Regions from separate parts of the Mus musculus genome. Here regions 2, 3, 4, 5, 6 and 7 are each linked to region 1. Evidence: chromatin contacts called from public HiChIP or PLAC-seq and promoter capture Hi-C data. All regions are on one chromosome and are shown on one strand. The core of a region is the stretch at or near the end of the contact, and the rest is flanking DNA. Distances in the headings are between cores, read along the strand shown. Region 1 holds the start of Zdhhc13 (zinc finger, DHHC domain containing 13). Region 2 holds the start of Prmt3 (protein arginine N-methyltransferase 3). Region 3 holds the start of Dbx1 (developing brain homeobox 1). Region 4 overlaps Nav2 (neuron navigator 2). Region 5 overlaps Nav2 (neuron navigator 2). Region 6 overlaps Nav2 (neuron navigator 2). Region 7 overlaps Nav2 (neuron navigator 2).

What was found. Promoter capture Hi-C pulls out the DNA fragments that hold promoters and counts their contacts. HiChIP or PLAC-seq counts read pairs in DNA pulled down with a chosen protein or histone mark. Capture Hi-C pulls out chosen DNA fragments and counts their contacts.
Region 2: a contact with region 1 is called in a promoter capture Hi-C map of liver, with 4 times the contacts expected there. The contact joins the promoter of Prmt3 here to the promoter of Zdhhc13 in region 1. A contact is called at or near these places in 4 of 39 promoter capture datasets (3T3-L1-derived adipocytes, hematopoietic stem and progenitor cells, liver and 1 more), 2 of 484 Hi-C or Micro-C datasets (CD4 T cells and CD8 T cells), 4 of 115 datasets of contacts at active chromatin or transcription factors (bone marrow-derived macrophages, embryonic stem cells and pancreatic cancer cells) and 3 of 9 other capture datasets (adipose tissue, liver and macrophages).
Region 3: a promoter capture Hi-C map of pre-B cells shows a contact between it and region 1, with 2.2 times the contacts expected there. The contact joins the promoter of Dbx1 here to the promoter of Zdhhc13 in region 1. A contact is called at or near these places in 2 of 39 promoter capture datasets (the C10 cell line and pre-B cells) and 1 of 9 other capture datasets (liver).
Region 4: a promoter capture Hi-C map of liver shows a contact between it and region 1, with 2.3 times the contacts expected there. The contact joins the enhancer-like site here to the promoter of Zdhhc13 in region 1. A contact is called at or near these places in 7 of 39 promoter capture datasets (the 3T3-L1 cell line, the C10 cell line, hippocampal neurons and 3 more), 4 of 115 datasets of contacts at active chromatin or transcription factors (bone marrow-derived macrophages, embryonic stem cells, large pre-B cells and 1 more) and 1 of 9 other capture datasets (embryonic stem cells).
Region 5: an H3K4me3 HiChIP or PLAC-seq map of bone marrow-derived macrophages shows a contact between it and region 1, with 3 times the contacts expected there. The contact joins the enhancer-like site here to the promoter of Zdhhc13 in region 1. A contact is called at or near these places in 6 of 39 promoter capture datasets (the C10 cell line, the HPC-7 cell line, hippocampal neurons and 2 more), 1 of 484 Hi-C or Micro-C datasets (stem cell-derived motor neurons), 7 of 115 datasets of contacts at active chromatin or transcription factors (bone marrow-derived macrophages, embryonic forebrain, embryonic stem cells and 2 more) and 1 of 9 other capture datasets (embryonic stem cells).
Region 6: a promoter capture Hi-C map of liver shows a contact between it and region 1, with 2.4 times the contacts expected there. The contact joins the enhancer-like site here to the promoter of Zdhhc13 in region 1. A contact is called at or near these places in 7 of 39 promoter capture datasets (the HPC-7 cell line, embryonic stem cells, hematopoietic stem and progenitor cells and 3 more) and 1 of 115 datasets of contacts at active chromatin or transcription factors (bone marrow-derived macrophages).
Region 7: a contact with region 1 is called in a promoter capture Hi-C map of pre-B cells, with 3 times the contacts expected there. The contact joins the enhancer-like site here to the promoter of Zdhhc13 in region 1. A contact is called at or near these places in 10 of 39 promoter capture datasets (the 3T3-L1 cell line, 3T3-L1-derived adipocytes, the C10 cell line and 6 more) and 7 of 115 datasets of contacts at active chromatin or transcription factors (bone marrow-derived macrophages, craniofacial prominence, embryonic basal ganglia and 3 more).

What each region holds. Positions count from the first base shown.
Region 1 is chr7:48,787,273-48,791,335 of GRCm38.p6, reverse strand. Zdhhc13 (zinc finger, DHHC domain containing 13) reads right to left here and starts at 2,333. Exons shown (of 17, transcript NM_028031.3): 1 at 2,199-2,333. The coding sequence starts at 2,225.
Region 2 is chr7:49,775,955-49,780,017 of GRCm38.p6, reverse strand. Prmt3 (protein arginine N-methyltransferase 3) reads right to left here and starts at 1,660. Exons shown (of 16, transcript NM_133740.2): 1 at 1,517-1,660; 2 at 1,305-1,437. The coding sequence starts at 1,541.
Region 3 is chr7:49,634,662-49,638,724 of GRCm38.p6, reverse strand. It overlaps Dbx1 (developing brain homeobox 1), which reads left to right and starts at 1,890. Exons shown (of 4, transcript NM_001005232.1): 1 at 1,890-2,376; 2 at 2,997-3,098. The coding sequence starts at 2,010.
Region 4 is chr7:49,475,124-49,479,186 of GRCm38.p6, reverse strand. All of the region lies in intron 10 of Nav2 (neuron navigator 2), which reads right to left. Among named protein-coding and RNA genes, the nearest start is that of Gm51447, 39 kb to the right of the region's middle. Within about 2 kb of position 1,921, at least 31 of the 459 cell types and tissues checked have an H3K27ac peak or open chromatin away from gene starts, as enhancers often do. A contact at or near this core is called in liver, where this site is marked.
Region 5 is chr7:49,453,013-49,457,075 of GRCm38.p6, reverse strand. Nav2 (neuron navigator 2) reads right to left here. Exons shown (of 39, transcript NM_175272.3): 7 at 3,570-4,063. Among named protein-coding and RNA genes, the nearest start is that of Gm51447, 17 kb to the right of the region's middle. Within about 2 kb of position 2,290, at least 44 of the 459 cell types and tissues checked have an H3K27ac peak or open chromatin away from gene starts, as enhancers often do. A contact at or near this core is called in bone marrow-derived macrophages, where this site is marked.
Region 6 is chr7:49,398,705-49,402,767 of GRCm38.p6, reverse strand. The region is part of intron 4 of Nav2 (neuron navigator 2); the gene reads right to left. Among named protein-coding and RNA genes, the nearest start is that of Gm51447, 38 kb to the left of the region's middle. Within about 2 kb of position 1,982, at least 56 of the 459 cell types and tissues checked have an H3K27ac peak or open chromatin away from gene starts, as enhancers often do. A contact at or near this core is called in bone marrow-derived macrophages and liver, where this site is marked.
Region 7 is chr7:49,303,773-49,307,835 of GRCm38.p6, reverse strand. The region is part of intron 1 of Nav2 (neuron navigator 2); the gene reads right to left. Among named protein-coding and RNA genes, the nearest start is that of Gm51448, 45 kb to the left of the region's middle. Within about 2 kb of position 1,700, at least 17 of the 459 cell types and tissues checked have an H3K27ac peak or open chromatin away from gene starts, as enhancers often do.

The DNA.
Region 1 (4,063 bases), core at 1,084-3,583:
TTAAAATAGTAAGCGTTCATGAAGATACAGTGGATTCTAAAGGAAAAACATGATCTGGAAAACTCTGGCAAGGGAGGTGTGACAGAAAACCATTAAACTTTGTCACAATATTAACAGAAGTATCAGAGTTAAGTTTCTAAATTCACTAGTGGGTGAACACTAGTGTTAGATTCTTTTTTTTTTTTTTTTTTAATGCTTGACACAAAGCAATGATTAATGCATCTGATACAAATCACTACCTTCATGGTACTTATGCTCAGCAGAGGAGAGAGCAAGCGCATCATCAGGATCAACAGCTTATTGCATGATATTAAATGCCGGGGAGAAATATGAACCCAGGAGGGGGGCCAGGGAGTGATATCGTTAGTGATGACAATAAGAAAGGCCTGCATTTTTAAGTATAAGGGCATCAAAATGCTACACTGTGGTGAGATTTGTCTGAAGATATTATAGAAGTGGAGGAATAAGCCACATCAATACTCAGGAGTGACTTCAGACAGAGCACTCCTGATAAAACAAGGAAGTAATATGGCCTGCAGCCCGGTGTACCTGGGAGTTTCTTGAGCAAACAAAAACTGTAAAAGGTGAGGTATTAAGCATAACTGAGATCCAGGCAGGCTAGGAAAATTCTGACAAAGCAAAACAAAACAAAACAAAACAAAACAAAACAAAAAGACCTATCGGCACTAAGAAGCAAATTCAACAACAGGGATGCTTTGTCTGTTTTGTTCATGAAGAATAGAGCCCAATTTCCGGGACACATTTACAACACATTTACTGGATGGATGAATGGAATCTCGGCTTTGCCACTCAGCTGCTCTCTAGCGTGTGACTAGATTGTCTTGAGTGTCCGTTCTCACTTTTAAAATTAGAAATAATTACTCTTACCTAGCTCACAAGTGAGTAGTGAAGACCAAGACTGGGAGATTTCTAAGAAGGGTAAGCTAGCTCTTCACGTTATAACTGAAGAAAGCAGCCATGGCAACTATCATTAACAACAGTCTATCTTGCCCCACCAACCTCAACCTCTAAAATCATCCTCTCCCTTCTGATGTCATGGAACCTGAGCTGGGTTATTTCCCTCTTAGCATGGAGGAGTAAAGCTAAGCTCTCACAGGCTTTTATTAATGAGTGACAGTAATTAAGAAATGAGGCCTACTCTTACTGACGTTTGAGCCTGAGAAAAATAATGAGAGACTGTTTCATGTAAAGAGTCTATGTTCTTTCATAGTAATTCAGGCTCCCTGCACATCATTTTTCATTTCTTTTAAAATGCAAGAACTCCCAATAAAAACACCTCAGCATGTTATTTTCCACTTAAACCTACACCAAACTGGTTGAAGAAGAAAAATAGAGAGCTATGAAGAACACTCTTGGGATTGGGGAATTTTTTTTTTTTTAAAGAGTCCAAGCAATGTGACAACCTCAAACTGCTTGAAAAAAAAAAATCAATCTACTTCTAGCATAACTTGAATTAGAGACTGTGTCAGTTTACTCTCCTGTAGATGGGGATTTCTTTTGCTTAAAAACTTTGAAGCTGGGATAAAAAGGTGCACATAAATGCATGTAGCACACGCTAAACATTTGCTAGGATTGAAGAAGCCTGAAAATATTAAGTTGTAATCTATTCAATGCCAGTTATAAGTCTTTAGAGTAGTCACAATCAAAAGGGACAAATTCTTAGTTCTCTTGGCTTTTATAGCTTCCCCTTTGGCCTCCTCTGTCCTCTGGGACTAATCTAGCCCTTCTCAGAATAGAATCCTTGGGGATTTTGCAGATGGTACCACGGAGCGCCCTTCCTCCTGCCTCCACAGCCTTGATGCTTTCAAGGAGTAGGAAGGATGTGGGTAGCAACAAGAGCTAAGACAAGGTGGAGAGAAGGCGGCAGCCTAGGCGCTAGGGCTGATAATTTCTCAACAGAATCTCTCAGACTCCAGGCTAAGGTCTAAGGCTGGCTGTGCTATCTGAGGTGTGTCACCTGACACCTTACAGGTTCCAGCCGACTTAGGCACCGGTGCGTGACGCCCAGCCGCCGAATGGAGGCGACAGGAGGGCCCGGCCTCGCTCTGCGGCCACCGCAAAGGACAAGCAGCATCTTTCTTAGTGTGGCCAAGGCCCAGATCCTGCTGTCCTCGCGGAACCGCCTCACCTGGCCGCGGCTTACGTCCCCACCGCCGCCCACGTCCAGCCGCGCTCACCTGCGAGCCCAGGCCCGGGCCCTCCATCACGACCCGCGCCCGCTCGGCCGCGGCTCCAGCGCAAAGTGGCGGCCGCGGCTCTCCAAGCACGCCTCAGCCGCCTCTCGCCCACTTCCGGCTCGCGCTCCGCCCTCCTAACTGCGCGCATCCTAGGGCTGTCAATCCGCCACGAGAAGCCAATCCCCGATCTCTCTCTCACGGGGGCGGGACTTTCTCACCTCTAGAGAACTGCCGGTCATCCCCGCCCCCTGCCCCGCCCCCGCTATGTTCTTTCCTTCAGCCCCACCCTTGGCACCACTTAGGGTTCCCACTCAGAAGGCTCTACAGGTGCAGGTTCAGGCTGTTGTTATTCCAACGTCCCCGAGTGGGCTACCCCAAAGCTAGCTGTCCTTGTGGAGTTCTCTCCCTCACCTCAATCTTCTCAACTGTGAGTCAAGAACAAACTTCATGTAAGCGTTTGGAAAATTAACTGAGGAAAAGTATTTACAGTCCCACAGCAGGGGTTTTGGCAGATGAAGAGCATCCTGCCTCATGGACAACCTCACAGATGTTAGCTGTTCTAGGCATTGGGAGTTCCTAACTGCTGCTCTTCAGTCATGTGCTCTTGAGCAAGATACTTTTAGCATCAGGGCCTGGTTCCTCATAGAAAGCAGAAGATGTGAGCGGTGGTAAAGGCACTTGCCAACAAGTGTTACGACCTGAGTTTGTTCTCCTGGATCATGGTGGGAAGGGAAAAGTCTTGATGCTTTCCACTGATTCTTACACACACACACACACACACACACACACACACACACACACACACACACAGCTCGTTCACCATGCCACCTCCACACACAAGTAAATTAATAAATGAAACAAAAATACGTTTTAACAAAAAAGAAAGCAGAAAATATGAGAGTTCCACAGGGAGGGTGGAGATATAACTGAATAAGCCTCTCCAGTCCCTTTTGGTAGACTGCATGGAGGAGAGGGCATATAAGTCTTGCACACATTGGTGGGCTATGAAACAAGAATACTCTTGGTTCTTACCAGTGGGGAGCTCTCTCCTACCTCAGTGTCCAGAAAACAATAGGGCTTTCCTGAGCCTGGACTCAACTCCGTTCTTTGTGATAATTCCTTGATGTGTCTGTTACCAAGCCCAGCTTGGTTAGATCCTTAGAGGCTAAGTCAGAATTAATATTGTGACTCTATGAAACCATGAAATAAGTGTCTGGAAATAAAGTGCTGGGTTACCCATGAAAAAATATTACCCTGAAACAGTAAAATTATAAGTGTATTATTATGGTCAGTGGCCCTACTTATTGGGCACACCATAGATTACCCATAAAGCCTACACCCACTGAAGATGGGAAACACTGTGTTTGTCTAGGAACTCCCAGTGCCCAGAACAGCACCGAGACCTAGAAACTATTTACCATAATTACAGTGACTAGATGGGTGGATGTACGAATGTGTCATCAACTTTTATGATGCTACGCAGAGCAAACTGAGTGACAAATCGAAGGATGGGCAAGTGACTTCCTCCAGAGCAAGAGGAAAGGCAGGTGGTTTGGATAACATAGGATGAAGCCTGGGGAGGCTCTCCAAGATGAGAGATCCTTGTAATGTAGTCACTGCCTGATCATTACCTAATCTGGTGTCTGTTTATTGATCACTTAGCGTGCATTAGCAACTGTACTGGTGCTCTGCATACGTTATATCTAATCCATGGGATGGTTTTAGCTGATTCCATAAATTCCCAATTTGCTTAATGCTTGGCAGAGAGAGGGTTCAATATCATTTCTTTTATTAGTTAGTGCTTTGGCCAATGTAATTTGGTTCTTTCCTCTTATTAAGGTGCCGTGGAACTCTAGGGAGGCTTG
Region 2 (4,063 bases), core at 411-2,910, 990 kb before region 1:
TTGGCAGATTCCTCAGGGGGACTCCTCAGCAAGTCCCAAGAGGAGCTCCCTCCCTCTGGCGTTACACCACAACCGTTTTAGACAACACTGAATACCCCAAATTTACCCAGAGGCTTCTGGGTAATAAAGCTCTCTCTGATATATTTGGTTTCTCTCAAGTCACAAAAGTTCCCTAGTTGAGCCTCTTTCCCCTCCCTCTGAACCCAGCATAGTGTTTTTAGACACAAAGCACACAATTATACAGCTGGCACATTCCCAAAGTGCCAGATTTCAAGTGACCTTGGTAGTCCTACAGCACCTGCACTACAGCGTGAAGAATAACACTTCTTTTGTATGTAACCTCCAACACTGAAGGACACGAACGAATATACAGCAGAGACTCCGCACTTCACTTCTGTATGCCTAGCACACAGGCAACTCTCAATGTCTGCCAAGACAGGTCATCTGGATCATCCTCGCAGCCTATCACAGGGCACTGCACCACAGATGCTCAATAAATACAATAAATACGAGTGTGCAGTCATTCTCCTCTCCAATGAGGCGCCACCTAGGACCACTAATATGCCACCAGTCAGCACCAGGAACCGACACAGGGGGCGGGACCCAGCAGCGCTAGTCAACATCAATCACCCCTTTTTCAGCCAAGTCACTTCCATCTAAGATGCAGGATTTTAAGTGAAAAGAAGGTGTGTCCTAGGAATATAAACAGCAGCTTCGTGACCTTGAACAAGTTGGTGGCTCTGCAGCCTCATTTTCCCCTAAGTACAAAGAGCATCAGTTCCTCCCTCAATCATGGAAGTGAGCTAGTTCTGTCTAAATGGCTCAGTTGAATGTTACATGAGAAGAGAACGTCCTATTATAGGATGGTAGAAATGGAAGCGCGCTTCCAGTCTATGCGCTTTCAAAGTCTGGTATCCAAGGAACAGAATGAAAAACACCCAGCCTTCATGGAATCCCTAATTTAGGACTAAGGTGTGAAGTTCAGATTTTTTCTGGGTGTGTTTTCGAGAGGGTCTAGCTTGGTGACTCAAGGCTGGCCTGGGATTCCTGACCATTCTCCTGCCTCAGCCTCCAGAGTGATGGTATGCCAGGCCTGACTTAGTATGGGGGGTGGGGGGGGGGAATTAGAGTGAGGGGTGGGGTTGACTGGGCTGCAGAGGCAAACCCAGAGCGCGGTCCCCGGCTCCGCCCCCCCCGGACCACGTGAGCAGCCCCTTGTCAATCAACCGTCCCGCGCGGGCCGGAGCCTCGGGCCCGCCACGTGCTCGCTGGCGCTGCGGCGCGCCTTCCACACCGGCACGAACCTGTCACAGAACAGGCAGGGTGTGTGCTGCCGGCCGTGCGCGGGCTCAGTGTCCGCGTCCTCGTCCTCCCAGCCCGCGTCGTCTCCGCTGTCCGACAGTTCCAGGGGCTCCGGCCCCAGCTCGGCGCCACGGCCTGCAGAGCACACACGGTCAGCACCGAGACCCGCGCCCGCCCACCCGCGCCCCGCCGCCCTACGCGAGGGGGCACCCACCGTTCCCCGCCGCTAGCGAACACATGGCCGCCGACCAAGCGCGCGGCCGCACAGCGCGGCACCGGAGCCGGGAACGAGCGGCGCGGGTGCGCGGGAGCCCCCAAAGCGATCCACACGCGGAGCGTGAACCGTCCGGAGAGCGCTTCCGGGTCACGTGGGCGTAGGGGGCGGGGCACCGCTCTCCGGCTTGGACGCTTGCGCAACCGAGGCGCCGGCGCTTACAAGGTTGAGCACCGACTTATCGCAGCGCCCTCTGGCGGCAGAGATGGCCAATGCAGGCCAGGCTCGGAGGCTCTGGGGAAGACAAGAAAGCCCCTTAAATTAACCTGTATGCTGATGTATGTGGGTGTGCACTCAAGCCCCACACCCCTACTAGGGGTTAAAGTGATAAAGTGAGAACCATGGGCTTTACAAACACCCTAAGTTTGAACTCTATTTCTGAATGCTTGAATTCTAAGCATGAGCAGGTAACCTGCCTTCTCTTGGCCTCAGTTTCCTGACTGGTAAAGCACTCTCATGACTGCAGTAACCTGATGGTTATGGTAAGACTTACACGTGTGTGAAAAGTTTAGGCATTAACTTGAGCCTATACAATGGAAACAGGTGGACTGTGTGATATGTGCCAACAAATGCTCTCTGCCCTGCCTGTGGGGTTAGGGAGGATACCAGGGTTCCCGAGTCTCAGGCTGCCTCCTTTCTAATATTCCTAGTATCTAACAGTGGAGTTCCCTTAGGCAGGTGGGAAGCAGTAATTCTGGGTAGGTAAAGCCTCCAGGCTGCAGATGAGGCTGGACTCTGCATGGGGCATGTTTGAGGACATGGCCAGCTAGGCCTGCATAGTATAGTGTCAGACAGCTCAGTTCAACTTCCCACCATGCACACCCTCGAGCCAGTGTACTGCTGATCACTGAAGCTCTTTGGTGGGCAGTTCCTCTTCCCCTCTGTTGTGTTTTATAAAAAGATAAAGGGAGAAGGGATATGTTTTGGTGGAGGTGTAGTCAGGTGGGGGGGGGGGGGGAGTGGTGCCTCTGCGGGCCCATGCTGAGGCACCTCTTCCCCCTGAGGGCATGGTATAGTAATAGTATAGAATAGAGTTTATTCAGGGCATGGGGAGGGGAGTTAAGAAGGTAATAGAGACAGAAAAAGGCAGAGAGAGAGAGAGAGAGAGAGAGTAGCGGATTAGAGGAGTAGAGGCCAGCCATGAGCACGTGGAGAGAGAGGGGGGAGGGAATGGGGAGAGAGGGGGGCAGGAGCCAGAAGGCAAGAGGACTCAGAGGGGACAAGCAGCCCCTTTTGTAGTGACTCAGGCATACCTAGCCAGGTAACAGGGGGGGGGGTGCTAACACCCTCCCCCAACAGGATTTTGCTCACATCATAATTTTTTAAAATATTTTTGAGAATATCACACAGTGTCTCTTGATCATATGCCTCCCACTCCTCCTCTTAATTCCTCTCAGATCCATCCACTCCCATGGCCCTACCCCTCACCTTTATATCCTTTTAAAAAACAATAACATGGATTCCAGTTTCTGGGGTCCATATACTCTGGGTTGGGGGACAACCACAGGAGTGTGGTCAACCTACCAGAGGTCACAGCCTTAAAGAAAACTCCCTCTCTGAGAAACATCCACTGTCATAGCTCCTCAGGAGTGGGTACTCAAGAATCCCCAGCCACGCCATGTTAGAATGCTGACTGGCTTCTCTCGTGCAGGCAACCCCAGCTGCTAGCTTTACGAGTGGTCCTGGTATGTGCAGAAGACGGTTTCCCTCCAGTCCTCCCAACCTCTTACAGCCTGCCTACCCCTTGTGAAGGTTTGAATAAGTATGGTCCTCCCCACAGAATCATATGTTTGAACGCTTGGCCCATGGAGAGTGGCACTATTAGGAGGTACGGCCTTGTTGGAGTATGTGTGGCCTTGTTAGAGGAAGTGTGTCATTGTGGAAGCAGGCTTTGAGGTCTCCTATGCTCAAACTCCACACAATGTGGAACTCAGTCCCCTTCTACTGCCTTTGGATCAAAATGTAGAACTCTCAGCTCCTCCAGGACCATGTCTGCCTGCACAATGCCATGTTTCCCACCATGATCATAGACTAAACCTCTGAAACTATAAGCCAGCCCCAATTACATGTTTTCCATTATAAAAGTTGTCTTGGTCATAGTGGTCTCTTCACAACAATAAAACCCTAACTAAGATGCCCCCCTTCCCAGTCACATCAACCATTTCTAAAAACAGGTTGTGTTACTCTGGGAACAGCCCAGGTCTTCCTTATTGTCTATTACTGTCTATTATCTTCTCCACCTCCTCTCCCTCCTCTTCCTCTCTTTTTCTCTTTCCCAAATACCCCATTCCATGGTCTGGCTCACAGAAGAGGACAGGGTCCATCACATCACCTTCTGAAGCTCTCTGACATCCTAGGACATTGCCAGATATCTGCTGGCCCTCTTGGCTAGCAGACTGCTCAATGACTTATCACCACCTTGATAGGAGCACCTGCTGAACAAATGAATGAATGTACAGCCTTTCTTTATCTGGGCCCATCCGACTC
Region 3 (4,063 bases), core at 641-3,140, 850 kb before region 1:
TTTCACCAGTCTTCAAGCATGAATTCACCCCCAGAGTCTGGCCCTAAATAACTTTTTAATTTGAATCAAGGGAGAGCTTTAGTGTGCTCGGTTTCTGGTTTAATGTGATATAAATCGCAGATGCACTTCCATGAATGGTTAAAGCAGCGACATGGCGATCATCAACACAAAACGTCCTGAACAAAACCATCGAAAGAAATAGGCTGGTTAATAAGATTTTTTTTTTTTTTTTTTTTTTGGAGAAAGCTTTGTGTTAAAAAGCAAAAAGGAAAACCAGCTGAAAGTGACAGTTAGTTCATGGCTAATAGGATCAGGGCAGCCTGGCAGGGCTGCACACTTCTCTTGGGGGAGGGTTCAATCGCACTAAAGAAATGAATGGGACATTTAACACATCTGTCATCTCGCCGAGCCAGAAACCGGGCAGTGGAGGCTCAGAGCCACCTCAGCACCATCACACGAAAGCCAAGAGAGGCTCTCCAGGATTTTGGTTGGAGACATTAAACTTAGGAAACCCTTTTCCCTGTGTGAACTTAGTTCTTCCTCGTAATTTTTATTCATTGCTCCCTTGCAGTGAACCCAGAAGCTGGCACAAATAAATGTGCAGGAGTTAAGCGCCTCGAAATAGCTGGAGTTGTGTCTGAACTTTCAAGGGCTCTCTGGCTTAAACAAAGAGTTAGGTGGTGAACGTCAATGTTTCTAAAGGTTGGGAAAAAGAGACCCTGACAGGTTTGCGCTAGCTACCGGAGGAACGGAGCTCTCAAGGTTTTGAGCCCTTCCCAAGTGGAATTCCCAGCCCGGTTAGGTTCAGGGCTCTGCCAGGCTCCTTCCTCCTTCAAGTGAACGGCCTTGCACTCTGGGCGGAGTCCCAAAGAAGTTCTCTGAAAACACTCTCTCTCTCTCTCTCTCTCTCTCTCTCTCTCCCTCCCTCCCTCCTCTCTCTCTCCTCTCTCTCTCTCTCTCTCTCTCTCTCTCTCTCTCTCTCTCTCTTCTCTCTCTCTCTCTCTCTCTCTCCCTCTCTCCCTCCCTCCCTCCTCTTTCCCCCTCTCTCTTCTCTCTCCCTCTCCCCTCTCCCTGCTCCCTCACTCCTTCCCTCCCTCTCTTCCTCTTTTCAGGTTATTGGGAATTAGAAATAAATAGTTTTCCCACTAACTTTGGAATTCAACTATTCTCCGGAAACAAAACAAAACAAAACAACACCCCTCAAATCTTCCCAACCCTGACGGACTGTCATCGGATGGCACCGGAGTTTCTATATTTCCAAGTCTCCCTGGGTGTGGGAGTGGGACTTCTAACCCATCCCTCGCATCTGCTCTACGAGTCCCATTGAGTGAGAAATAGCTGGAGACCGGTATGTTTTCATACTTAAGGGCTTGAAATTTTCCACACGGCCCCTCACACACAAGGGAGAGTTATTTTACCGATAGCCTGGAGATGTAGTTCTATGAATATTTATTGATTTATTTTCTAGTCTCAGCAGGAGGCCGCAGATAAATTTAGTGCGTTCTTTAAATAATTCCTTTTCTATGAGGCAAGATGTCATCTGAAACTTCTAAATAGGCATTTAATTAGCCCGGGTGTTGCTTCAGAACAAAAACCTCCAGCGAGAGCTTTGGGGACTCACTGTATAGCAGAGAGGCCGTCGATGCACAGCGTTGATGAGCGCCGGCCTTTGTTGCCGCCCCATTGTGAGGGCCATGCTTATGAAGACTAATCCAATCATAAATTGCATCCCTGAACCAATCAGAGAGCCTGGAGCCTCCCGCGAATGAAGCCCGAGTGGAGAACTTTGTTGAACTTCATTGTCAGAGCTGTCAGTTTTCAAAGAGCTGGAGCGGGCGGGCCACTATAAAACCATCTCCTGGACCGGAGAGCCACAGAAGACTCGCAGACGCCCAAGTAGGACGGTTACCAGGATACTGAGCCAAAGAGGGCATCGGGGGAGGGGCGGGAAGCCAGGCGCTTGCCCTCCGGCCCAGGGAAAGGGAGCTACTGCCAGACCCGCTCTAACCATGATGTTCCCCGGCCTCCTTGCGCCTCCCGCGGGATACCCTAGCCTCCTGCGACCCACGCCCACCTTAACACTGCCCCAGTCCCTTCAATCCGCATTTTCCGGCCACTCTAGTTTCCTAGTAGAAGATTTGATCCGCATCAGCCGGCCTCCCACCTACCTGTCCCGCAGCATACCCGCTGCCAGCCTGTCACCCCCCAGTCAAGAGGCCCCTGCAGCCCTCGCCGACTCGGGGACCTCAGACCTGGGCTCTCCTGGGTCCGGGAGCCGGCGAGGCAGTTCTCCACAGACCGCCCTCTCCCCTGCCAGCGAGCCCACGTTTCTGAAGTTTGGGGTGAATGCCATCCTTTCCTCGGCGCCTAGAAGAGGTAAGATACAGCCGTGCCCTCGACGTGCGTTCCGCGGCCTGACAGCCACTCAATCCTTCACAAACTTGTTCCTCCGCGCTTGTTAGTGCACATTTCCACGCAGGAACTCAGACCTCAAGGGCCAGGTTACTGATTATGAAACGATGGTACTGAGGTTTTAAGGGGAAGAAAAGTCTCAGGCCTTACGAGTATCCTCAAAATGAACTTGAGCCCCGGGCCAGTGAGTGCAGTTCCTTAGTCGGGCGTCTCAGCGCACGCGCTTTGGTGCCTGCGTTCCCGCCCTCAAGACTAGGAAAGAGACTTTTTGCTTTAAACCCAACAAGTACGTTTATTGTGTTGGTTTGTACTATTATGGATAGATCTGCAATAGCCCACCCCACCCCTCCCTATTTTCCTAAGTCTCTGGAATGGTGATGAAATGGGGGCACAAATGAGACGACGCTGCGCAAATTTATTTTACTTAGTGAATACGTTCTAAAAGATGCCTCTGATACCTGCTGCAGTGTGAATTAGATCGTGTACGCGATGCTCCACACAGTATTCAAACACATGATCAAATTCATTCTCTCTCTCTCTCTCTCTCTCTCTCTCTCTCTCTCTCTCTTCCCTCGCCCTACCAGAAACTTCGCCCGCTTTGCTGCAGAGCCCTCCTCCCAAGACGTTCGCCTTTCCATACTTCGAAGGCTCGTTCCAACCCTTTATCAGATCCTCCTATTTCCCAGGTAGGTCTCTTTCGTGTTTTTCCCGCTCCGGGCTGGACAGCCCGTTCCAGTCCCGGCCGGTCGCTCCCTACCCCGAAGTCGTATTTCTCCGTCCACCCCTCGGGGTTACGCTCTGGTTCAGAGGTTGCGAGGCGTACAACATTCACGAATCCGTCGCGCCAATTTGATACCCCATTTAGCACAAGCAGTGACTGCTTGACACTATGCACCAATTCCCTGCTCTACAAATTAGCAAGAATTGTCATGGTCCACATTTGAGGCGGTTCCCTTCCCGGCGAGGAGCTGTTGGCATCCCTTCATGCCGCCGTTTCCCACAGAGTTGGTGCACTTGGCCACCATTCGCCACAAAGGTCTCAGCACCGTGACCAATTGGCCAGCTCCTCCGGCAGCCACACGCAGACCGGCCCTCGCCCCTCCACGCCGCCGAAAAACACCTACCAGCCGCAGCTAATTTCCTGTTAACATTCATTCAGGGCTGCTTTTTTTTCCCTCCACAAGACCGCATGGGGTGCCCTCTTGTGTGCGATGCTTGGGGGTTACCTAAGGGTAGGAAGTCTAGATCCTCCCGCGACCCCAACCTTATCTTGCCAATTTGATTTCCCAACCCTATATCATGCCGGTGGGCTCTTTCTGTAAAAAGGAAACAGTTGACAGAATCCCGCTATGGGTCCTAGTCTACAGGCGAAGAAGCACCCTCAAGAGTTTTCATGCTGAGAACTACGAGTGTTCAAGCATTGCCTCGAACACTTTAAAGCTGCTTTAAAAAGCAGGGAAGCCCCCTAGACAAGAAGGGACCAGAGCCAAAGTGCAGTGGGTGGGGGCAGGGCAAGACCAGGACAGCACTCCCAACATCAGCAAAAGAAACTAGCGACGCTTTTTTTTTTTTTTTTTTTTTTTTTTTTTTGAGAGAAGAAACTCTCTTCCACCACCATTCAGGCTTTTGCCGACAATGGAATTTGCTCCTT
Region 4 (4,063 bases), core at 672-3,171, 690 kb before region 1:
ACCGCGCTTGAGGTTCACACAGTTTCACCTAGCCTTTATCAAGCCTGCAACTGAGAGAAATGCCAAGGTATCCTGAGAACAGGCAGTGAGGGAGACTGGCTTGTAACTGAGATACATCACTTCTGCAGGCTGACTCACCAGGTTAAAAATGGCCAGATTTCTGGGGGTTCCTGGGAGAGGGGAGGGCTGAAGAAAGGCCTGGCTACAGGAGCGCTACATGTAGGTATTTGTTCTGAAGGAGGCTCCTGTTTAAGGCTATGGCATTCTTTTCAACAAAAACTTCAGGCAGCTTCTGTTGTGGGGTAGGTGCCAGCCTGCAGGCTGGGGACACAGGACTCCAGGTCTTTGACTTCACAACTGCTTGCATATGGGGCTCAACAAGGGTAAACACAGAGATAAATACCAGAGGGGGCTTTTTAGAGGAGGGGGCGGGGGGGGGGGTCCCTCAAGAGACATCTTGGAAGTATCAGCAGGGAAGCCTTGGGTTGAAGAAGTTAGTGAGCATGTACTCACACATACCCACACTGACATATACAATACTAAAATTTTATAAGCGCATATTACAGAGTCTGCAAAGATAGCTCAGCGGTTAAGAACGCTTACTGCATTTGCAAAGGATCTGGGTTCCATTCCCAGTACCACATAAGCTGAGCACGCTAGAGCATTGGCAGCACTCGGGGGGGGGGGGGCGGAATGTCCCCTTTACCAGGATGATTGGCACTGGTATATCCTTAGAAGGGACCGACGTGATGCAGACTTGTAAGTGGACATGTCTCTTCCTATATAGCTGGAGCCATGGGGGTGCAAGGATGAAGCCAGGAGTAATTTAGAAGCCAGGTGACCAAGCACAAAAGCAAACTAGCCATCTCCTTTGATAAACAGTAGCCAATAGTGGAGAGGACCAACAGCAGTCGGGTGCAATGCTGGGCAGGCTGAGGGAAAGTACAGTCTGGGAGAGGAAATGAGGCTAATACCAGGGGCCTCCAGAACACATAATTTGCCTTAAATAAACGCAGCAGGAGCTGTAGTCGTAACAGCTGTGACACACAGGCTAAGGGATGGGGGTCGCTGATGGGTTTTCTTTCCACTCTTTAACTTGCTCCAATGCAATACTTTCACAAACAAGATAAGCTGACAGTACCATTTAAACGTGGCCGAGGGTGTGGGGGTGGAGCCAAATTCCGTAAGCCACTCAGAAAGTGGGTTTGATGCTATAACCTTTAATAGCTTTTCAGCCCCTGCCTTCACTATACTCAAGAGGTATAATGACTGCTTTGTGGGTAATAAGCTTACAGAAGGTCTCAGTAGCCGTAGTCCATTGCTCCTCTGAACCCTTCATCCTGGGGCTTGGGATCTGACTCAGATGGTAGAGTGCTTGCTTAGTAGAGACTAGCACCACGTAAGTGGGCATGTTATTGGCATATACCTGCGATCTTAGCACCAGGGAGGTGCAAACATGAGGATGAGAAGTCCAAGGTCACGCTCAGCTACATGGCAAGTTCCTGACCAGTCTGGGATGCATGAAACTCTGTCTCAAAATGAATAAACAAAATCTCTACTCCCCTCATGGTCAGATCAGCTGCCAGAGCAGGAAAGAGGCCTGTCTGATGTTGTGTTTATTTTAACAGGCCTGGGTTAAATATTTTCTTAGAAGAATCACCTTTGGAGTTGCTCTGAATGCCCCAGCCTGGCCTGATCTATGGGGTCCTGTCTTTCCAGGAGACTTTTCCCTGAAAGCAACACCCAGTTCTGTTCCCTTGACCGTGAGACCACCGTGACTCCGGGGTGAACCAGGGCATCCTTAACCCTCAGCTGGAAGATCTTCCTTTGAAGGAATCCCCTTGCAGTCTCTTACATACACAGCATTCCAGGCTTGGAAACACTCAGGACAGGGAGTTCTGTGTTTCTGTTCTCTGCAAACAGCCCCACCCACAACCTAACAGCTCTGACTGGCCTTGAATTCTTCTGCACTTTCACTGCAGGTCATCTTCATGCTTTAGGCAGCGAAAATGCAAGTCTAAATTCCGTCTGTGGTCAGAGCTTGGTTCTCTGGAACCTTCTGTTCACTGAATGCTTTCTACACCACACATATCTAGTTTCTATATGCAGAGATACTATGCTCCAGACTTGGAGCTCTGTGTTGTCATTCACCTCCCAAACAGACCCCAGCCTTGCTTTAAACTCCTTACGACCAGGCACCAAGAACCCAACAAAGCTTTGACACTATCCAGCCAGCAAACACTCAACTACCTCCCTTACTCACTATTCCGCTATCAATCCAAGGGAGGGCAGGCTTTGGAGAGCACTAAACATTAGACACCTCCAGCAGGGGGCAGCAACGGAAGAGACAAGGCTGGGGTCTCAATGGCTGAGTGCTCAAACCGGTAGCCCTTTGCGGGTGTGTGGTATGGGATGTGACACTTCTCCTGTGATCTGTTTTCAGGTCTCTGATGGGAATAATGACACAGTGACAGTACTAGACAGTGCCTTGTCTTCCCAGGGCCTGCAGTGCAGGTTATGCCTCAGCGATCACTCACACTCTTTTTTTTTTTTTTTTTTTTTTGGGTTTTCGAGACAGGGTTTCTCTGTATAGCCCTGGCTGTCCTGGAACTCACTCTGTAGACCAGGCTGGCCTTGAACTCAGAAATCCGCCTGCCTCTGCCTCCCGAGTGCTGGGATTAAAGGCGTGCGCCACCACGCCCGGCTGATCACTCACACTCTTAAAGAAACCTGACCATTCCTCCCTGAGAGGCCATCCACTGTGGATAGCTTATCAGCTAGGAGTAGGGCTCTGCTCATGAGCTAAAGTGTTGACTCACTTAACCTTGTACAGGTCTTGTGCAGGGAAACCACAGTTAATGTGAGTTCATGTGCGCAGCTGGGCTGATCTTGAGTACACTGGTTTGCTTGGGTTTCTTCAACCTCTTTCCATCTTCTCTTCTACGATGGTTCCTGAACCTTGCAGAAGGAGTGTGGTATAGACATTCCACTTATGTCTGACCACTCCATAGATATTTATTCTCCTCACTTTGATTGGATGAATAACACCTATTCTTAATGTTCTTAGCAGCCCAGTGCTCTGAGTCCCACCCTTCTGAATGTCCCTAGCTAGCTCGCTCCTCACTCCCTGTGGCTTCACATTCTCCTTATCACATTTTTGTCTTCCAATCTTTCTCCTCAAATGAAAGGCCACCTTGGCAAAGACCTGGGAGCACACACATAGAATCTAGCCTCAGAGAATATTTGGTTCTAGATATTGCTACCCATGAGACCCAGCCAGGCACCTCCCAGAGCTTCAGTCTCCTGAAAGATAAATAGGGAACCGGGCAGTAATAGCATACATATATTAATCCCAGCATTTGGGAGGCAAGAGGATCTCTGTGAGTCAGCCTGGTCTACAAAGTGAGTTCCAGGACAGCCACGGTTACACAGAGAAACCCTGTCTCAAAAAAAAAACAAAAACAAAAACAAAAAAACAAAAAACAGACAAAACAAACAAACAAAAGTAAACAGAGAACGAAATCAGCCTCTATCTGGAGGAACTGTTTGGTCAGTTGAAGAAGAGGTGAGACAGTCCTTGTATATATCTAGATTACCACAGAGACCACCCACACTGTGGATCAAATAGATAAATGTGTGGGCCTGGTGAATTGACTGTACAGCCTTCTACCTCCCCCACAGAACCAACACCTCATCTACTCCCCCCGCCCCCGAGTTTCTGACTACTTGAGTTGACATCACCCTTTAAATTTGCCTGCTCAAATATTTGAAATTCCTAATCGTGAAAGAGATGACCAGTCCATTACAGACACAGCTCTGGCAGGAGACCCATACGCCAACATGCAGCCAAGATAATCACAGACCCCTGCTTCCCCTTCCCAAAATCAAGGAGGAGATGCGGCCATGATTTATAGCTAGGAGGACTTCTGCTTAGACAGAGTGTATCATTTCATATCTGAGTCTCAGAAGGCACCAGCCACAAGGAGTCGAGGCCAGTGGGTCTGTTGGCCACCAGCTCAGGAGTAAGATGAAACAAAGCCACGGCTTCTCATGAGCACTGGTC
Region 5 (4,063 bases), core at 1,041-3,540, 670 kb before region 1:
ATGGTTAAAAATGAAAGCCAGGCAGGTATACAACTAGCCTACAGATGGACTGCGAAAATACTGTTTGCATTTTGCATAGTATTTCTAAAAAGTAAATTAGCATGCTCTCTGTCTCTGTCTCTCTGGCTGTTCCTGTCTCTCTCTGACTGTCTCTGTCTTTGTCTCTCTGCCTCTCTCTGCCTCTCTCTCTCTGTGTCTCTACATAGTCACGGCTATCCTGGAATTCACTATGTAGACTAGATTACCTCAAACTCAAAGAGATCTGCCCACAGCTGCCTCGTGAGTGCTGGGATTAAAGGCATGCGCCACCACACCTGGTAAATTAGCTCATTGTTTAAAATTTGTGAGGCTTGGGGGCTGGAGAGAGAACACAGCAGTTAAGAGTACATGCTGCTCTTGTAGAGGACCCAGGTTTAGTTTCCAGCACCCTCAAAGAGTGGCTTATAATTGCCTATAACTCCAGATCCAGGGGATCTGCAGCCTGTGACCTTCATAGGCATCTGTACTCATATGCAGAGCTTCAGCCACAAATATACATAACTAAAAATAATAGACATGACTTTAAAATTTGGGGAGATTTCATGTAAGTATCTGAATTTTTTCTTTCAGCCAGTGGAAGGAAGGAAGGGAAGAAGGAATGATGAGAGGGAGGGAGGGAGGATGGATGGGTGGATCTGGAGCTACTGAGCTCAGTCTTATAGAGCGCCATCTGCTGGTGCCAAGTGGTGGTATGCCCTCCAGAGGAGCAGGGCACCTGCTTGGTGGTGTTACATCACTGCAGCCCTGTTCTTCTGAACATACATGTGCATTCTGCAATGACCCTGCCACCATCCCACAGAATATCAACAAGCCCTACCTGAAACAGCTGAGCTTAGACTTGAGACTATCGGATATTGTGAACTCCAGTTCTTTTACTGTGCTTGAAAAGATTTCTGCTTTTAAAAATGTTTTTTAGATTTATTTTGTTTTGCATGCATGGCATGTATAAGGTTTTTGCCTGCATGTACGTATGTGCAACATATACATGCAGTACTCATAGAGGCCAGAAGAAGGCATCAAATCCCCTGGAACTGGAGTTAATAGTTGTGAGCCACCATGTTGGTGCTGGGGAACAAACCCAGGTTCTCTGAGATTGCAGCCGGTGCTTTTAACAGCTGAGCCATCTCTGAAGCACCAAAAATCCTTGACATAGACAGCAAGACAATATGGATCCTATAGTTAGGCAGACTTGCGTGTTTTGTTTTGTTTTTGTTTGTTTATCTGTTCGTTTGTTTGAGACAGGGCTTCTTTGTGTAGCCCTGGCTGCCTGGAACTTGCTCTGTAGAGCAGGCTGGCCTTGAACTCCAAGATCTGCCCATCTTTGCCTCTGGAGTACTCTGCCCCCATGTCCAGCAGCAGGCTTGGTTTTAAACGCAGGTTCTTCTAATTACCACATCTGTGACTTGGAACAAATTTCCTGGTCTGAGCATCAGCTGCTCATCTATAGAACTGGAATTTTTTTTTAATATTTATTTATTTATTTATTTATTTATTTATTTATTTATTTATTTATTATATGTAAGTACACTGTAGCTGTCTTCAGACACTCCAGAAGATGGCATCAGATTTCATTACGGATGGCTGTTAGCCACCATGTGGTTGCTGGAATTTGAACTCAGGACCTTTGGAAGAGCAGTTGGTGCTTTTAACCGCTGAGCCATCTCACCAGCCCTAGAACTGGAATTTTAAGAAGCAAGCTAGCGCACAAAACTGGGAAGTCTCAGGGGATTAGGACGAAGAAGCCCTGAGCGAAGTCTTTGCACACATCTGGTTCACAAGCAATCGCTACCTGTCTCTGTGGCCAGTGCCTAAGACCACAGTGGGTGCCCCCAGCAGACACAGGGCAGGGTGCTGTGATCCAATTCCTATCTGGGTCTCTTCTTCCAGTCTCTCTTGACCAGCTCCTCCAGAGACAGCTTTGACCAGAGTGAGTTCACATAGGGAAGTCTGGCCTTGAATATCTGAGAGGTTCCTTTCCTTCTGCCCTTCACACATTAGTCACAAGAAATCCTCCTTCCCATAGAAAAGCTTGAAATGATAATAATTAATAATAATAATAAAGGAGGTAAATGTTTGCTATCTAGTCTACCAGAGAGTAGGCTAGTAGTAGGCCTCACCAGGCCTCTACTGAAAGATGCCCCGGTGTTCTTCTCAACGCTGTTAGCTGATGACTTGACTAAAACAGAACTGTCTGCCAATCAGAGAAGATTGCTATGACTCTCACAGAATGGGGAAGTGGGCAGAGGAGAGTGAACACGGGACAAGAGGAAGCCTGGCATCATCCCTGTATCGCATGGATGCTGGCTAGCTGTCTCCTGACATCTCTAGGGACAGGAAGCCTGAGAGCTCACAGGAACACAATTCAGGCGGGGAGAGAGGGAACACCTATTTTTTGGGGGGAGTCACACAAGCATAAGAAGCTGGAAGTGTGGGTGTGAGTGCACACACCCGGGACTTGTGCAAATGCCCCTATGTGAACACACATTTGCATTGGGCACAGGAATGTGTAACTGTGTCTGAACTTGTGTGCAACTGTTGATGAATATGCCTTGAGTGTGTGTACACAGTTGTGTTTCTGTGTTTTGGGAGTGGGCAGAATGTGACATTGGATCATTTTGCTACATGCACAGGTATTGGGGGACCACCCAGCACAGGACCAGGGAAAGCCCTTTGAACCAAAGCTCTCAGCTCCCTTCTCAGTAGGACAGGAGCTTCCATGAGACTGAAGAGCTCATCCACACGCTTATGGGTGTCTGTCTCAGCGCCGGAGTGTGGCAGGGGCAGAGCAGAGTGGCTCTCAGCAGAACAACAAGGAGCACGGAGCACCTAGTTCTATGTGGGCTGCTGGGGTTCTACAGATGGGCCATCAGAGATCCAGGGCTTCTGAGACAGGAAAATGACAGTGTACTTTAGCCTAATACATTTCTTGTTCTAGAATGGTCCTTGTCAATCTTACTACTACTAAACTACTGTTGTTGTTATTGTTGTTGTTATTATTATTATTATATATATTTTTGAGACAGGGTTTCTCTGTAGCCCTGGCTGTCCTGGAACTCACTTTGTAAATCAGTCTGTCCTTGAACCTGGAGAGCCACCTGCCTCTGTCTCCCAAGTGCTGCGATTAAAGGCGTGTGCTAGCACTGCCCAGCTGGCCCGTGTCAGTCTTATCTCTTCCTCCTTCATCTCTTCTCAAGGAGGTACTAGGAATTGCCAGACTTAGAAAGTGCAACAGCAATGCTGCCATAAGCAATTTTACATAGCAGGGTAGTCTTAAGTCTACTTAGTCTACCTCCATGCTTCTAGTGCTTCAGAAAGGCTTCAGTCCCCACAGGCCTGGTGAAGCCTTCTCATGCTGGAGTCAGCTCCCACTGTCCCCTGCCTCAACACTGTCTTGCTATAGTAGCTGCCCACTTGAGTGCCCCAGGCTAGAACTATGTATTGCTTTAGCTGTTGGCTCACATGTTCCTGATCCCCGCACGGACAGAGCCAGCAGTTAGGCTCTTTCCCCAGGGGTAGCGGGTGCTGCTTACCTGTACAGAAAAGGTGCAACCGTGGCTGTGTTGGGATGGTTGTATTGCTGCTGAGGCTGAGGTAGCTGGACACTGACGGTATTGCTTCCAGTGGTCTGCGTGGTCCCGACGGAGCCGCTGACGGTCTGGCTGCTGATGCTGGGGTTTAGACTGGTCCCTCCGGGGCCTTTTCCCTCCGAGGATGCCAGGCTGGAGGAGGAGCTAGAGTGCCTGCTGTCCAGCTGGGCCTTCTGGGGAGGGAGCCCTGAGCTCAGCTTCCCTCTGCTCCTCTCTCCTTCCTTGGGAGGTATGGGGGCACTTGGGGACTTCGCAGACACGTTCTTCATTCCTGGTTTTGGTATGCCGCTGTGGGACGGAGCTGTAGCCTCCTTCTTGGTGCTGTTGAGCTTGCCCCCTTTGGGGATAAAGCTGGCGATCTTGGAGGACTTTTTCGGCATCTCAGTCACAGCCACCCCACTGAGATCTGCCTTGGTTTCTTCCTTGAGGTCAGGCCT
Region 6 (4,063 bases), core at 733-3,232, 610 kb before region 1:
TATGGAAGGGAGCCTCACTCTGCATGTGACTGGTCAAGCTCACTCAGACTTCTTACACAGGTTAAAAATAGGAACACCCAGAGTGAGGTGCCCACCCCGGGAGACTCTGGCCTGGCCACCTTCTTTTGAATGGAAGGCCAAACGGCACAGACCATTCTGTTTCAGTGATGTAAGGACACATACCTTCTCTGGTTTTTGCCTGGCCCTTCTGTTCCCACTGGCTTCTACTAATCCACTTAGACATAAGTACTAACTTACTGTAGATATAAGATAAATCTGCATAGGTGATATAAGTAATGCCAGGCATGACTGCTAAGTCAAAAGATGGGTTGTTTTTTCTTTTGTTTTGTGGTTTTAGTTTTTGGAGATAGGGTTTCACTATGTAGCCCTGGCTGTCCTGGAATTCCCTTTGTAGACCAGGCTAGCATCAAACTCAAAGAGATCTACCTGCTTCTGCCTCCCAAGTGCTGGGATTAAAAGTGTGTGCCATCACCAGCTGGCTTGTTTTGGGTTTTTAGGACAGTCTGGCCTGGATCTCAGTATACAACCAAAGGTGACCTTGAACTTGTGATATCCCTGGCCCTACACCTCAGAGGCTGGGCTTGGAAGCATGCCCCTCCATACTTCATTTATATGGCCAGAGATTGAATCCCTGCTTCTTGCATGTTAGGCATGCACTCTCCCAATAAGCATGTTACCAACAAAGACATCTCTGACAACATTATTTTGTTTCAACACTTTTTTTTTTTTTTTTTTTTTTTTTTTTGGTAAATGGAGTCTCACTATGTCTAACTTTGCTTGATAATCTCTAAATGGACCAAGCTGACATCAAATATTATAGACCTACAAGCTTTGCTTGGGATTAAAGGAGTGGCTACCACGCGGTACTTGTTTTAATTTTTTTTAATTAATTAGTTTATTTATTTATTTTGTTGTTTGAGACAGGGTTTCTCTGTGTAGCCCTGGCTGTCCTGGAACTCACTCTGTAGACCAGGCTGGCCTGGAATGCAGAAATCCACCTGCCTCTGCCTCCTAAGTGCTGGGATTAAAAGTATGCGCCACCACCGCCCGGCTGTCTTAAAATTTTTAAAAGAAATTTATTTTATTTTTTTACTTAATCACTTTACATCCCGATCACTGGTCCCTTCCCAATCACCTCCTCCCTCCCCTTCTCCTCTGAGCGGGGGGTTGGGGGTGGGGGAGGGAATTCCAGTTGAGTCAGGAAGTCCTGTACAACAGAATAGCAATATGAACAAACCTGCCCCAAGAGGAGGGACGATTTTGAGTCAAAGCATAAGGAAGGGGGCGTTGTAGAGGATAATTATGAAACTCCTCTTCAAGTCCCGCCAGCCTGTGGGTCTGTGCATGGCTCCCAGTGATGAGCCAGCTGTATAACTGCCTCAGACCACCCAACCAACCGCCCTGCTCTGGAGGCCCTGTGTCCCACCAATGGCACCATCTGTGGGGAAGAGGGGAGAAGCTCAAAGAAGCAGAGCCTGTGGGAACCCTTGTTCAGAAGAGCATAAACTGCCCCTCACTGCCACACTTTGTTGATGTGAGGACGGTCAGTGGACACACGCCGCCTGTTCCCTGCTCTCAGAGGCAACAGAGACACTTCCTGCTCTCCCACCCAAGATGTAAGGGGTAGCAAGTAGGCAACTGATTTCCTGTGAAAGGCACGCACGCCTTCAAGCGTTGCCCGGGACTGCTGAGTCCAGGCCCTCCCACTGGCCTCTGCCCGTGTTCAGAGTCACCTGAATTGTCAGAAAATCATCATAGTGTTTTTTTGTTATTGTTGTTTTATTTTTATTTTTTTAAATAATGTTGTTTTAATGTCTTTTGTTTTCCCTTTGAAGCCAACTGATTGCCGCGGGCTCCTCTTGAGAAGCAGCTGGCAGCTGGAAAGCCCCACAGATACACCTCCGCCCTTTCCCAGTGATTACAGCTGGCTCTGGACCGACCGACAAGGCGGGCGGGCCGTGCGCACCTGTCCCGCGGTGCCGGGTAGTGCAGGCCTGCCCCGACCTGTCTTTAGAGAGCCACACAGAGCCTTTGTTCCAGGCCCAGACAGCGGGTGCCCAGGGGCAGTCGCTACTGCGATAGTCCACAGAGGTGATGCTGGTCTGAGTGGCCCCCTGGCCCACGCCTCCTGCACTCTTCGTGCCCTTAAAGCTCTAGCCCTTTCTCTTTGCTCTTGGAGATGTGCCAGAGTCTGCCAGTTTAAGCCTGCCCTGCCCTGCCCTGCCCTGCCCTGGGGTGATGTTTTAAGATCTGCCCTGCGCGCAGTCCGTCCAGACTCCACCTGTCATATCTGACAACCTGTTCTGGGAGAGGGGTGGGAGTTGGGGGGGGGGGTGCACTTCCTGGGAATATCTGGACTTTGCTCTTCCAGTCCATCCTCCCCTGTGGTGGCAAAGCAGGGGTCGAGAATAAGGTGTACTCCATTGAGGGCTAGGCACTCTGGGTACTGTTTGGGGTACCTAGCTCTGTAAGTTGACTGTGACTAACAAGAGTTGTGCTTGTGGAAGTGCAGTGCCCAGTGCAGTTTTTTAAAAAAACAAAACAAACAAAAAAACACAGATGCTCTGCTTGTATAGCCTGGGTGTCTTCTAAGAGATAGGGCTGCGTCTCTAGCTTTTCCAGGGTGAACTGGCACTTATCAGAGATGTCACTCATAATCTGTCTTTGTGTGTGGTGTGTTCATGTGTGTGCACATGGGTGTGTCCATGCACTCTCATTACCGGACCTGAAGCTTACCACCTGGCTAATTGACCGGTTACCTCCTGTCACCAACCTCTATCTTCCTCAACTCCAAGTCCTAGGTGTTCGGGCAAATCGTGAGAAGCCATGACCAGTGGGGCCCTGCTCAGGTCTTCATGCTCGCACAAAAAGCACTTCAGCCACTGAGCCATCTCCCGGCCCCATTCAGCTTCCAGCCAGTTTCTCCATCAATAACCATGAGTCCTGTAAACTCTACGTTCAGCCGTGAGAACAGGAGCCAATGCAGACAAGCCCAGCAGAGCACAGTTAGTATCTGTTCGGTAAATACTTCCTGTAAAGGCATCTATGCCTTCTGAGTATAAGAGAAGGTTGAACAAATGAAGCAGAGAGACAGACAACAGGCAGCTGCTAAGTGGCTAGAGTTCTCCTCCAGGCCTAAGGAAGGAGGCAAGACTGCACAACTCTGTAAAAGTCCCTGCAGATGCTCTCGTGGGAGAATAGAGACCTGCACCATTCCTAGACACTAAGAGGAACATGCTCTGCCACCTACTGGTCATCACAGGAATAGCACAGAAACACTGAATTTGTGTCTACTACTGAAGGTTCCAACAATGTACACTAAACCCACAGATGAGACTCATAGCTAAGGCAAGGGCAACCTTCTAAGGATTTTTCTATAAGTCCTGAGATTAAGGTTGGCTAAGCTACCCCTGAGATTCATGGAACCGATAACCAGACCTGCCCAAGGAGAATTACAACCATTTTCTGACACATTCCGCATAGAGTCACACTATGGATGTAGAAGCCGTGGATGCCACCCACCTCCAACATGGAGGAGACAACAGTTCAGAAACACAGCCTGATAGATGACGCAAGCTTTCATCTCTTCGCAAAGACAAGGCATTAGCCCATGCAGGACCCATAAGGTCTGCTAACTTACCTACTCCATCTGTGGACTCCAGCTTACTGCTCTCTCAGCCCCACCCCAGCTTCCAGGGCCAACGCTCTTTTTACATCTTTTCAGAGCACACTCCTGCTATGCCAGGAGGAACAACTGCACTGCCCCGACTGCACTACCTGTTCCGGGGAAAACTGGAGGCAGGTGCAGCCTAATGAGCTGGGGAGATGCCTGGCCTATGGCAGCTTCAGAGCCGGCAGCTGCCTGTGTTTACAAACAGGGGGAGGGGGAAGGAAGGGGAGAGAGCAAGGGGGGGGGAGAGAGAGAGAGATTGAGAGAGATTGAGAGAGAGAGAGAGAGATTGAGAGATTCCAGGTGGAAGTGTTGCCTGAGGACTGAGGAGGTAGATAATTCTGGCCAGCGGGCTCCAAACTATTATCCCAC
Region 7 (4,063 bases), core at 451-2,950, 520 kb before region 1:
GAAGGGCAGCTCTTCATCACCCACCAATTACCAGACCCTGAGCCTTAAGCCTGCTGCATCTTCTTCCTAATTTTCACAGCACCCTGGAGGATGCTCTGGTCCCTAAGCACCGACCAGGAGGGAGGTTGAGGTCTAGAAGTCACATGACCAGAGGAGATTACAGGTGTCCTACCACAGCCTGGGCTCTGTGCTCGCACAAACTGCAAGTGGGGGAAGGGTGCTTGCCTGGGTATCATTTCTCACGCCACTCTTACAGCTGGATGCTACTGCTTCTCCTCTGACACCAGCTGCTCCAGCAATGGCTTCCTTGCTGGGTGCTACTGCTTCTCCTCTGACACCAGCTGCTCCAGCAATGGCTTCCTTGCTGGGTGCTACTGCTTCTCCTCTGACACCAGCTGCTCCAGCAATGGCTTCCTTGCTGGGTGCTACTGCTTCTCCTCTGACACCAGCTGCTCCAGCAATGGCTTCCTTGCTGGGTGCTACTGCTTCTCCTCTGACACCAGCTGCTCCAGCAATGGCTTCCTTGCTGGGTGCTACTGCTTCTCCTCTGACACCAGCTGCTTCAGCAATGGTTTCCTTGTCTCTCCATGCCCCGCCTAACACCAGTGAATCCATGGGAAGGGAGCTGAGGGGTGACAAGAACGTCACAGATGCCGTCAACCTGCTGGCTTTGCCTAAGCTTATCCTTTCTCAGCAGGAGCTTCAGGCCCGAGCAGTCACCTCCTCTCACTTTCTTTCATTGAAAATCTACCAGTCACCCTGCAGAGATAACGCAGAGAGATCCAAACGTTGCCTCTAAGGACTCTTGGTCTTTTTGTTGTTGTTGTTAAATCCAATTATCTTTAAAATAAAACACGAAGCGAAACCTGCTCCCCTGTACATCCAGAACAGGCTTCTCAGGCCTTGGCTTAACTGACTTCGTGTTCATTGAACTGCATCAGTGATTAAAGGTCCGGTGGGTGCCCACCTCTGCTCCCTGCCCTGTTGTGGGTGGTTATTCACACACAGTTGACTTCTAAGATGTTCTCAGGAAACTCCCTCCTGCTGAGGGCCAGCAATGATGTCAAGATAAGAAAGGTTTGCTTTTCAGAGCCCCATCCCTAGACATTCACCCAGCAGCTCGGGCCAAGTGGGACCCTAGACTGTGTCTCATTTAGCATTGAAGAAAATGACAAGAAGCTTGACGGTGCCCGCTTAATCTACACCAGTGACTCAGACTCTAGGCTGGATCCTGGATACAGACTACGTTATAACACCTTTACAGGAGGACAGAGAACTGCAAAACCCTCTTACAGAAAAGGCAACGGGGTCAGATTTAGTAAATGGTAAGGTTAGAATTTAAACCAGGAGTCAGCTATGAGCAAAGGCCCTTACTGATGCAGTCCTTGGGTCCACTAAGGTCATATCCCTAGAAGAGCAAGTTCACAGCAGGTTGCTGGCAGCTTTGATACATTGATTTGCAATGTATGTACCGCCCCTCGGACTCTATAGAAGGGGCTGAGGCTCACTTGGGGGAACACATGAGCCCCTCTGAATTACACGACCCAGGCATGCATTTTCCTGTCTGGGCTCAGAAGACTATGGGGGTACCCGGGATAGTAATTGTTGCCTTGTGCATGCTAGCAGGTTGTCTAAGCTCCTCTATCCTTCCTCTGCCTGGTTGGAAGAGAGGTGCAGCCATCTTGGGTGGTCCTTACAGTTCATTTGAAAAGTGAGACAAGTCTAAAGACCCAGCCAGACCCAATAAAGGCTGACCCCCTGACCCATGCAGAAGAAAGCTCTCTCCATTGGATAAAGAGACAGCAAAGATGTCCCAGTTCTGACCTCAGGCACCTGCCACCAGGCCCCAGATGGCACGTACTGGTATGCTCTATGGTTTCCCTGCCTGGCACAGATTCCTCTTTTTTTCTTTTTTCATAAAATCCATTTTCTTCATAAAAACCTCTGCAGTTCAGACTGGACCCTGACTCTCCTATACTGCATTGCAGACTAGCATCTCCGACATGGCTTGAGGAGGAAGGAGGGGGACTCTGGCTATCCCACATCAGGCTAGGGGAAGGTTCCAGGAAAGGATTAAGGAGCTGCAATCATGACCCAGAGCAGCAAAGGCGCGTAATGTCTGCTTATGTTACAGCACTTAAACCAAGCTGTAAAATAGTAGCTTAAGGTTACACAGGCCAATCATAACACATGCAGGGTGAACACTAAGGTGCACTTGTCTAACAAATACTTCATTATGTGAAGACTTAGGCCCAGTGTCCATTATTTTGCTGGTGTTGTTTTTAAATAGCATCTTTAATGAGATTGCCCTAATAGGTAGGAATTCCAGTTTATCCATCCTATTTTCTATTGAGCTCTTATATATCAAGCTCAGAATGGGATCTGCAAAGTGGGAACCTTTCCCCCCAACCCCAAATGCGATGGGTTTATTTTACCCTGATCCACTGGATGCTGAAGGCACTGACCAGACCACAGCACTCTCTGACTTCTGGGGGAAAGTTTACAATCCCTGCCAGCCGAAACCATCAGATAAAACAAAACAGAGCAAACAAACAAACAAACAAACAAAAACTCCACCACATCTTAAGCCAAAGCCAGACAAACCTTTGGATCCCATTTCCTGCTTGAGATGGGAAAAAAAAAAAAATCAGCCCACCTGGAGCAGCAAGGAGAGCACTGCTGGTCTCACCTTTCCTGGGAGGGAGCAGCAGTTACTATTTGGAAATGGAGGGAGGGAAAAGGCGTCTGAAGCCTGCAGGCTTCTTGCAAGCTTAAAATGGAGCTACCACACTGTGAGAGGAAAAATAAGAAGAGGGGCTGCACGTTCCCACCTTCCAACCCCAAATGAGCTAGACCACAAGTGAGCAGCACCCATGTGCATCCGAAGAGACTACAACACAATGCTGGGCAGGGATCCAGCAGGCAGACCACGCTGCCTCAAGTCCTGTCTGGAGAACGCAGCTCTGCACCAAGGAAATGACCCTTGAGGTGCAACTGCAGAAGCCTCAGGAATTAATAGGTGGAAGGGATGGGGACATAAGTCAGTTCAGCTCTGCTTCTTGTGCGAGCGCGCGCGCGCGCGCGCACACACGCACACACACACACACACACACACACACACACACACATACACACACACACACACACATACACACACACACCCTTCAAGATAAAAAGAAATACCAACTGTGGATCGGGGGTTTTCCACTCCAGCAACAATTCAGGATGTCAGGGAAGAGACCACAGTAGAGCTTGTGAGTCTGCAGTGTGCCCTTACCAGCTTCATGGTGGAATTGTTCTGTTCCCAGCGCCACAGCATCACGCTCATCTTACTTCAGGGTGAGGAGGGTGGGGGAAGAGGAAAGGAAGAAGAAAAAAGGAGCCGAAGCACCTGTCGTTGGTCTGGCCCGGGCGCCAGGTCGTCCACCGTTCTGCAGCCCCTGGGGCATCCCTGGCGGGCCACCGAGGTCACTCCGCCAAGCTCTGGGATGAGGGGGGTGGAGGGGAACCAAGGCGGGAGCAGAAGCCCTGCGCTCACAACTCTTGAGTGCCGTGCTCCCTCTGCGCGATCCAGTAACTCCCCTAAGCCCAGAAAGCAGACGCTGGGGCCCCTGGGACTCCGGGTTGTGGTGAGGGAGGGGGGGTGCGGGGGGCACTGTCCACTGTCTTAGGGCTCCCGTGCAAGGGGAGCCGAGAGCAGCCAGCACAGCGGGGAGGTCCTTAACTCTTGAGAAGAGGGCGAGGGTAGGCGGGACAGCCTTGGGCAGGAGGGAGGGCTGCGATCCCGAGAGGGGGCTGTGGCTTCCAGGACCATTCTGGTTCTAAGCCAGGACACCAGCTCGTATCTCCCCCAACACGTGCTCAGCTCCATCTCACCTCTGCATCAAACTCACCCAAATTGTCCCATGGTAGTCACTGGTACCGGGATACAGCTGTAATCTGGATTTCAGCTGTAGGATAAACGCAGGCACACGGGGAGGGAGATTCGCAAGCGCGTGCGCGCTGAAACACACACACACACACACACACACACACACACACACACACACACACACACACACAC